Regions from separate parts of the Anas platyrhynchos genome. Here region 1 is linked to region 2. A link is a contact called in public Hi-C data. All regions are on one chromosome and are shown on one strand. The core of a region is the stretch at or near the end of the contact, and the rest is flanking DNA. Distances in the headings are between cores, read along the strand shown. Region 1 holds the start of DNTTIP2 (deoxynucleotidyltransferase terminal interacting protein 2). Region 2 holds the start of DR1 (down-regulator of transcription 1).

Region 1 (4,930 bases), core at 1,049-3,548, 180 kb after region 2:
AACAGACTGGTCTCACGGCAACTGCAACACCAGGCACAATCTGCTTCAATTATGCTTGTAAGTTACCCTTGAAAACAAGTCAAAATCGTAGAAAAAACTCGGAAAAAGCATTGTGCAGCAGCAGGATCTTCCCGAAGCATAACATAACGTCGGATCACCATAAAACATGCTATCTGAGCGGTCAATATTGACAGCATCGTGCCCGCGTCTCGTGAAAAAGCTCCAGACAGGCGCTCAGCTCACAGCAAGGGAAGGGGGGCAGAGGGAAGATGGCTGCCGCAGCACCGCGCCTCACGCCGCAGCCCGCCCGCCGGAGCTCGGGGCCGCCGCCCGCCCTCTCTCCCTCCCGGCCCAGCCCCCACCCTCACCTCCGCCGCCCCGGCGGGCCGGGGCCCGGGGGTGCTGCCGGTGTCTCCAGCCGCCGCCGGCGGCGCCTGTCCCCGCCGCCTCGCTGCCTGCCTGGTGGCCACCATCTTGGCCGCGCCGTGCCCAGCCCCTTCCGGAGCGGCCGGCAGCGGCAGGGAGCTCGGCCCCCTGCGGGACAGCGCCGCTGAAGCAGCCAAACGCCAGAAAGTGGCGGAGCAGCCGCAGGGCCGGGTCCGCCTGGCACGAAAAGGCACCGGAAAGGAACCCGGGGGCTTCTGTGTTCACCTTCAGCTCTGGTTAAGGAGTGGTGCAAGAATAGGGTCTAGGCAAGCGTAGAGAAGGATGGGAAACCACAACGTTAGTTAACGGATCTTCACTAATGACAACGGTGGTGGTGGTTTTTTGTCCCCCCCCCCCCTGTATCCAGTATATTAAATCTGTGAACGTGGCATCTTCAGATGATCAAAGCACGCAGCAGGCAGTGCCCCTTCTGTTACATAAAGGCTGAGGTGTGCCATTTTACAGGGAAATCCTCAAGCATAAAAACACAGTTAAGACCATTTCATGACAAAGTCTCAGTGTAAAATACTATTATCAACATAAAGTTATACATAGCATAAAAGCCTACAATTTTTAATTCAATTTTGCCAATTTCCCACCTTGATACACAAATAATGAAAACCCGATAAATTGTTATGCACTTAGCGCCACTACAAAAATAATATTGTGTCTTCAAAAGTACTTTTCTACAGCGAAATACCTGTTAACAGCTTATAGTCAGGAAAAAAATATTTTTTCCATTAGGGCAACCTGAACATTATTTTAGCACAATTCTAATTTTATGGAATTTCAGTGTATAAAACTGAACACACATGCAAGTCTAATAGCATACAGAATGTCAACAGTCAAATTACAGTGGTTAATCAGCAGCAGCACTCGTCTCAGAGCTAGTACAGAAATTTAAAATGCAACTCCTTTTCAAAATCTGATACACGCTAACCCGACATAAAAAAAACATACATTTTGATTAGGAGAAAAAAATAAACATTTTATTGGTACATTACTAGTTCTAGTTCTCTCCCTCTTATTTATCAAAACAATTGAAGTAATTCATGAGAATTTCCTAGAGTTTGCCACATACAGATAAGATGATTAAGGACTCAAAGGTATCTTTATTAAAATTTGTATTTTAACTTAGTGGAATGGTTTATAGTAAGCTAATATTTCTAGACAGTGCCTAAAAGCATTCAAATTCTACTAGCTGCTGCACAACAGAATTTAAAAGACGTTGGTGAAGATTTATTTCCTTACAGTCTGAAGCTCAAAATATGTACAAATAAGTTACCCACTAACAGTATAAAGCCCTACTCCTACCTGAAATCAAAAGGAAAAGGAGTATTTGATTTTAGACACTTAGAGCCCATGCTGAAATACAGTTTGAGCTTCTGTAATATAGTCTGATTAAAACGCTAAGCAAATTAAAAGGCATTTTCAATAGAAAGACTATTTTTAAACCAGAAGCCTTGCCTTAGCTGCAGCAATCTCCCCAAGATACCAAAGCCAGTGCATTAAGCTACTGCCAAACAGAAATATACCTAAGTTTAACGAACCCTTGCTAGCATCATTTCTGAATGGCACTCAAGCAAGGAAGTTTCCTAGGCAACCCCAAAATAATAATCCATTTTACATGATCATGCAGCAAACATGTTCTCACTCGACTGATTCCAATTGCGTAGTTTCCAAGTATCAAAAAAAAACAAAAAGATAACACCAAACAGCTGAGGACACGCCAGGTACAATTTGAATTCTGATTAACAGATTTCTCATCATTTGTTTCCAGTTCTTATTTTAAACACTCACACAATAAAACGTTTTCTATTTCAAACTGTAAAGATGTCATCACTTGTGCAAACACTAAAACAATATTGAGGCACAAAGAAGCCAGAAGGAATTCAAGTAATAGAAAGTAATTTGGAAGATGCGTCTTTTCTAAATCAGAGGTCTCTTACACAGTATTAAAAATAAACCAATTTTCCCATCCACACAAATTAAATAGCTGATTTACCTGTACATACACATGAAGTAACAAGATAGTTTATTTTTTTCAGAATATTTTTTCATGAAATATGACAATTTTCTATAAAAACTAGTCCTTGAATGCTTTAAATCTAGGTACCTACCATATCAATAACTATTATTTAATAGAAATTAAATTTTAAAAATATATCTGTTTCTCTATACTACCTAATGGTAGCTAAAATATGGTAACTTTTACAGTGAACTGGTCATACAAAGAAATATTTTGAACTGTTTCTTATAGATCATTTCAATTAAAAACAATAAACCCAAAATATTTCATATTTTTAATGAACTGGTTAATAGGTTAAGAAAGAAAAATAGTGTTAGAACACTGCAGACACTCCTGCTAACATCACACTGAATAATTACAACTTTTGGTCTTTGTTATAAATGCTGTAAAAATCTCTCTAGGAAAAAACAATGTTCCCCCATCCCCAAGAAATTAAAACAGTAGGCCATTTCAAAGAAGAAAAAAAGGATGAGAGTGTTTTAAGAGGCAATTCTTTTAGCTTGCATGATATAGCCTTTGGACTTGATAATTCCTCTGCTTTTAACAATGACTGAATATCGGAGAATCCATAAAGGAATCCATTCGTGTGCTTTGACGTTCTGGATGCTTTCCTGAAGAACTTCTCGGAAGCTTGCTTCACAAAGTAATTCTGAAGTTAAAAAGGGATATTCATGCTTTAAACAATGTCATGTAAACAGCTGCAAAAAGCAACACTTAGTAAGAGAAGCTTTTGCCTACAGTCAAAAATCTTAAGCAGTGCTAGATACTCCACAGATCCACTCTTCCAGAATGCATGCAAGGTAAAAGCTGTTGAACATTACAGAAGAAATCTTCATGACAAGTTTTTTTGTTGTTGTTTTTTCAACACTGAGTATTTCCCACAGAACTAATAAACTGAGATTTCTACAATATCAAACGGACTTGATCAGCAGAGCTATTAGCAGGAAAACAGCAAAAATTAAAATTGAGAAGCTAGCCAGACAAACGAGAAGAGAACAAAGCGTAAGTCTGAAATCAGCAAAGTACTGAGTTACTTCCGCAGTCACGGGAAGCTCAACATTTATAGCATCTCCCATAACTGGGCTCATAATAAGCAAAAGCCAAGAAAGCATTAAGAAAAATAAGGCTTAAATGCCACAAGGCAGAAAAGGAAGGCAAATACAATTTTTCCTAGTTTCCTCTGGAAAGTCAGTCAAGGCAACAATCTTTGTAGAGGAGTGCTCCCAAAAGATAGTCTCAATGCTCTTCAGCTGACCAAGACAGAAAAATAATGCTTAGCAAACAATGCATGTGGGAATGACTCCTTGCTTTGTTTTCAATTTAACTCCTCTTCTTCATTTCATGACTCTTGATAGGCAGTATTTATGAAATTGCAGGCTTTGTTTTGGACATAGAATCTAACAAATATAATAGCAATTCATCTTATAGGCTGCTACATATTCAAGCACTGATGGAATTAATTAGCTATGACAATGATAAAGTAAAACATGGTACTTAATAAACAGCATTTCATACATTTTTTTCTTTGTTGGGGAGGATGTTAAAACAGGAGAAGAAAAGAAAAGTATGGTCATCATGAATAGCCGGTCATAAGGAAGAGTACAGAGAAGAAATAAACTAAGTATTGTTTAAGACCTCTGGCTTACAGCTCCAGCAAGATATTTAAGGCATCATTACAGTGAGGATGATAAGTTTTGAGAGAAACAAATGCAATATCCCAGAATATTCTAGTGAGCTGATAACTCGGAGTTCAAGAGTCTATAGGAAGTCTAACAGTCCTTCAATCATTTCATAGATGAATCACTGCACTAAACAACTAAAGAATTTACACCAACTCTCTTTGTAATAACAAGTCATCACTATTTTGAGAGACTCCTGCTTGAAGTTTATAATTTAATGTCTACCATTACCCCCCCCAAAAAAAATCAACTGACCATTGACATTTTTATACAAGTTTTTTGACAGAAAAATTCCAGGCAAGTGAACTTTCACTTGTCATTTACTGTTCTTCATCAATACAACTGTCATTTTGTTCTATGACTTATAGAAATAATCTATTTTTGAAAAATACATTGCAAAAATCTCTCAGTTCTTTATTCTTCTATTTACTTCATTTTCTCTGATTAAAACTATCTCAAAATACTATACCAGGCTGGGAGACTGCCTCCCAACCCCTTCCCTTCCTGGAAGGGAAAGCAAGAACTTAATAGAAATATTTTATGAAGGTGAAACTTCTAAAAGTTCAGGACTCAAATGTAACGAAATTTAGAGTTCAGAGAAAGATCGTTCCTGATGTTGTACTGAATAAATGCATTTAGAAGTCTTCTGTTATCATGAAGTGTCTGAGCACTTCAGAAGTTTTCTGTTAACTTGTTCAGACAAGCCTTACCTTTTGGGTCATTGTGAGTTAGCAGCTGTATGTCAAACTGCTTTGCAAATGCTGTGAGATCAGGTGGCATCACACAACAGGAAGCT
Region 2 (4,570 bases), core at 1,791-4,290:
TCACTTTGGTATAATTCTCCCACCGTTCTTTGTGTGAAGTCCAACAACGGTTAAACATCCCTTGCATCTCTGTATGCTTGAGTGTTTAGCTCCTGTACAGTGGGAGAAGAGACAGCTGCTGTCATGGGATTACATGACTTTGATTTTGTATAAATCAAACTTTGATTTTGTATAAATCTCTGAAAAGCCTGGAGAGATTTAAAATGAGTATTGTAATAATAAAAAGCAAAAACAGAAAAAAAGAAGGTTTAAAAAATGTAGTGTGCAGAATGTAGTACAGGAAAAGTTCAAGGTCCAGTGTGAAGAGTGATGCAGGAGAAAAGGCTTTTATTCCAGCAGCAGTTGGAATTCTGCTGCCAAGGTCAATTGTAGATTTAGTTCTAAAGAAGAGCCTGCCCAAAATTCAACCCTATGAAGAGGTCCTATCCCAAGGAGTGTCTTCTTAGAAGTTGTGACTGGGGATAATTACTGTCTGAGAGTAGAACCAGAAAAGATCTGACCAGTATCAAAATCAATTTTTCCATATTTGGCAGCAGCCAAATTGGTCTATCAACAGCAAAATTCTCAGTATTTTGTTTTATATGGTATTGTAGGGGAATCTTGAGTTATGTGATATTGACAGCTTGACAAATAAAATCCATGTTTTTGCAACTTTAATCTACTTCTAATATTATCATGAGAAAGCTGTAGCAAATCTATGTAGGATTTTGTCCATATATATATGTGTATATATATATGTGTATATATATATATATATATATATATTAACTTTATGATCCTGAAGTTATTTTTTCTTTGTACTTCTGAAATTCTTGTGGATAAATAATTTTCAGATTCTACATCTGTGAGACGGCAGGTAGCAACTGTATGCACTTCCATATGAACTAAGTTGCTGTGCTTCCCTGAAATTTAAGCTCTACAGACTTTCTGATCTATGGGGATGGGTAGGAGTTTCAATAATTCAGTATTCATTGAATAAATTCAACATGTTATTGATCACCTTGTCAAAATATAATGTTAACATTGCTTGCTAGCATGTAATCAAGACTGCAATTCTTTAATGTACTTTTTAAAGAAGTATAGAGAGGTGTGTTTCCCATGAGGAGAGTAGTCCGTAATCAGTATATCTTGGCTTTTGAATAGGTTAAGTCTGATTGAACCAGGCCCAGTGATTACAGAGTTTGAAAGAAAAGTGTTTGAAGATGGAATGAAAATGGATCTTTCAGCTGCAGATGAGGAAACAGCTGAGATGTTTACTAATATTTACCTTAAAAATTACAAACAAATTTTCCAGAGCCTGGGACAAAGTGCTGAGGATGTTGCAGAGGTAACCTACCAACAAATCTCTTCTCTTGTATATTTTTAATTTAAGAATGCACCAGTTGGTTGGTGATGTGTTTTTTTGTTTGTTTTTGTTTGTTTGTTTTGTAGAAGTGTTAAGATTTAAGTACATGGAATTTATGTAATTTAAAATAATTTTAAAAACCTTGAGAGAATTTCAAGTCTTAAACAAAACCAGTAAGAACATTAAAAGAATGTTCATTTTGCAATTTAAGACTATTGTGAACTGTAACTTACACGTGACTGGGGACACGGACCCAGTGAAGTCTGGGCATCCCACAGTGCTACCTTCTGTCTCTGCAGGGTTCCTACCTTTGGGAACCTTTGTTTAAAGCCTCTCTATCTCACTAATACTCCCTTCACTAATGCAAGGCTAATATGAAGTTCATTTGGCTACCGTACAACACCAAGGCATAATAGAAAATACCTGGACATAGTTCCTGGTGTTTAGGGCTGTCTGCAGGAAGGGGACAACAATTTCAGGTGCTGGCTACTACTGAGGAGCTTCAAGTGTCACCTGAAGCTTCCCTATCTTGCTGCAAAGCGCACTGTTCTGATCCTTTTCCAGTCAACAGTAAGAGAAAGTATCCACCTATTGTGGGCCCACAGGGATAACTTTGGAGGACTATGCAGGATACTTAAGTGTAAAGTGCTATCATCATGCTGTAGATGAACAGAATTAGGACCGTGAATAAGTACTTCTGGCTTTAACATTATTTTAAGAAAAAAAAATGTAATGACATTTTCATAAAACTACATGCAGCATTTTACACAGTTCTAAAACTTTATTCTTCCACTTTTCCTCTCCTTAGTTGAAAACTAAATGTTCAACTTACTATTTTGGTAAGGGTTCTTTAAAGATCTCATTTTTCTTTCTTGACAGCACACAGTAAAGATAATTCTTGCAGAAAACCCACCTTTTCGCCATCAGACCAACACCTTGTACACGCCGATGACAACTCTCAAATACGCAGATCCAAATGGAGATCTACCCATTGATATATTCTACAAAATGGTTTTTCATCATGACAAAATCTTCAGTGCAAGTCTTAACTTTATCAAATTGCTAAGGTGGAGAAGCAGAAAGAGCTTTGACCTAGGAAAACCCTCACAATAAGCACGAGATTGTGTAAACTGGAACATTGGTTGCAGTTACTATTTTGTTAAATGGCTTATGATTTGATGTAAGCTCCAAGATATTAACCTCAATGCATGTATCTTCAACTTTAGTTTGCCAGACCTTAAAATTAAAATCCTCTTAACTCTAGGTTTAGTCTGCTTTATAGAGATGTGTTTTCATGGAAACAAGCACTGACTGGTTCTCAAGTATTTAATATACGGAATATAATATATACATACAAAAAATAACCCGTGCTTCTTCACTGCTGACACTGTGCTGTGTGTGGGTCACTGCCTGCCTGTTCCTGCAGCAGCCCCGCAGCCGCAGCCCCGCGCTCGTTCCGGGCCCCTCCCCGGCGCCCCCCTGTCCGCGTCACGTGCCGCTCCCCTCAGCCCCCGGCCCGGCCCGGCCGCCCCACGTGACCCCGCCCCCCGCGGCGCCGCCGCTTCCGGCGCTGGGCGGGAAGGCCGGGAGGAGGCGGGAGGCGGAAGCGCGCTTCGGCTTCCGGCGGAAGCGCCGCCCCGCGCAGCCCGCAGTCAGAGCGTTTCCGCCTCGCGGCCGCCCTCAGCACCGGCCCGGCCGCCGCCGCCGGGGAGCGCAGCCGGGGGCGCGCAGCGCAGCGCAGCTCGGCCCGGCCCGGCCCTGCCCTGCCCAGCGGAGCGGGGCCCGCGTGGTGTTGCGGCCGCCCGCCCGCCGGCCGCTCCTGAGGCGGCGCCGCCGGCCCCCGAAGGATGTGGCGGAGGCGGCCGGGGCAGGCGCCGCGGCCGGAGGAGCGCTGAGCCCCGAGCCCCGCCGCGCCTCCCGGCCCGCCGCGCGCCGCTCGCCCAGCGCCGCCCCCGGCCCTTCCCCGCCCGCCGCCCCTCGCCGGGTCCCCCCGCGCTGGAGGCGAGGGGGAGCCCCTGAGCGCGGCAGCCAGCATGGCCTCCTCGTCGGGGAACGACGACGACCTGACCATCCCCCGGGCTGCCATCAACAAGATGATCAAGGAGACGCTGCCCAACGTCCGCGTGGCGAACGACGCCCGGGAGCTGGTGGTAAACTGCTGCACGGAGTTCATCCACCTCATCTCCTCCGAGGCCAACGAGATCTGCAACAAGTCCGAGAAGAAGACCATATCCCCCGAGCACGTCATACAAGGTGAGCCCCGGCGGCAGCCGGGCTTCGGGGCGCTCCTGGCCCCGCGCAGCTCTCTCCTCTGTGGCTTCTTGCATTGCGAGGGAAGGCTGGCTGTGTGGCTAGTGAGTGGTGAGCGTGCTTGGCATCAGCCCTTGTTTAGTGATTCAGAGGAGTCCGCGATTCTTTGGGAGAAGTCACTGCCTTCATAAACCTTTTTTGTAGCTGTGAAATAAGGTCTGCGTTTTGGAATGGCTGTGCAGGTTTATTTTACAGCAAGACCTGCACTTACTGAATGTTATTGGAGACTGACAAAAGAGACGCGATTGGATATGTGGGGTCCGGTTTCTAACCCAGAGCATTCCTGTCTGGACCTTACAAAGAGTAAAATATTTCCCCAGGGTTACCCACCAAGTATGATCATTTAATATTAATAATTCATATCTGATGGAGAGAGCACTTAAACGAGACATATTTCCTTGCATCTTTTTCAGCTGTTGCCTTCTATTTCCCATTGTTGAATTAAAATTTCCTCTTTGTGTCTTGTTTACTTTTTCTTTAATTTCTGCCCTAGTTAGGGAGTTTTCTTCCCTCATGGGTAAGTCTGCAGCAGGCATCTTTTGTCAGAAACCATTTGCTTTGTTTTTTAAGCGAAGATGGTTGAAGCCAGGGACTGCTGCAAACAAACTTGTAGCAATAATAGTGAAAGGGTGCTTCATTTCACTGCCTGGCTGAGCTGTAATCTGTAGTACTTGCAGTAGAGCTATTTCCAGGACTGTGAAGGTATCACGTCAGTCAAAAAAAAAAAAAGTTTCATTTTGTAATGGGCTGCTAGATTCCCTGTTTTAAAACAATCAGACAAAACAAAATTTGATTCCTATCAGCTTGCTTACCAGAAGTGTTTCAAGTACTTGACAAGGCTATGAACAGCAAAGAAGATATGGTGAGCTTTAATGTTAAATAAAAAGGATGTATACCTGGAAGCTTAGCAAAGCA

What was found. Hi-C and Micro-C count contacts between places; a contact is called where the count stands out from the background.
Region 1: a contact with region 2 is called in a Hi-C map of liver, with 2.4 times the contacts expected there. The contact joins the promoter of DNTTIP2 here to the promoter of DR1 in region 2. A contact is called at or near these places in 2 of 8 Hi-C or Micro-C datasets (liver and skeletal muscle).

Annotation. Positions count from the first base shown.
Region 1 is chr8:8,683,368-8,688,297 of IASCAAS_PekinDuck_T2T, forward strand. It overlaps DNTTIP2 (deoxynucleotidyltransferase terminal interacting protein 2), which reads right to left and starts at 2,299. Exons shown (of 7, transcript XM_027462911.3): 1 at 369-2,299. The coding sequence starts at 473. It overlaps GCLM (glutamate-cysteine ligase modifier subunit), which reads right to left. Exons shown (of 7, transcript XM_027462629.3): 6 at 4,845-4,930; 7 at 2,716-3,104. The coding sequence ends at 2,935.
Region 2 is chr8:8,497,652-8,502,221 of IASCAAS_PekinDuck_T2T, forward strand. DR1 (down-regulator of transcription 1) reads left to right here and starts at 3,041. Exons shown (of 3, transcript XM_005026565.6): 1 at 3,041-3,598. The coding sequence starts at 3,379. It overlaps LOC101801995 (retinol dehydrogenase 8), which reads left to right. Exons shown (of 6, transcript XM_021276937.4): 5 at 1,144-1,327; 6 at 2,225-2,608. The coding sequence ends at 2,458. LOC113844270 (a long non-coding RNA gene) reads right to left here and starts at 2,387. Exons shown (of 4, transcript XR_003498710.3): 1 at 2,259-2,387.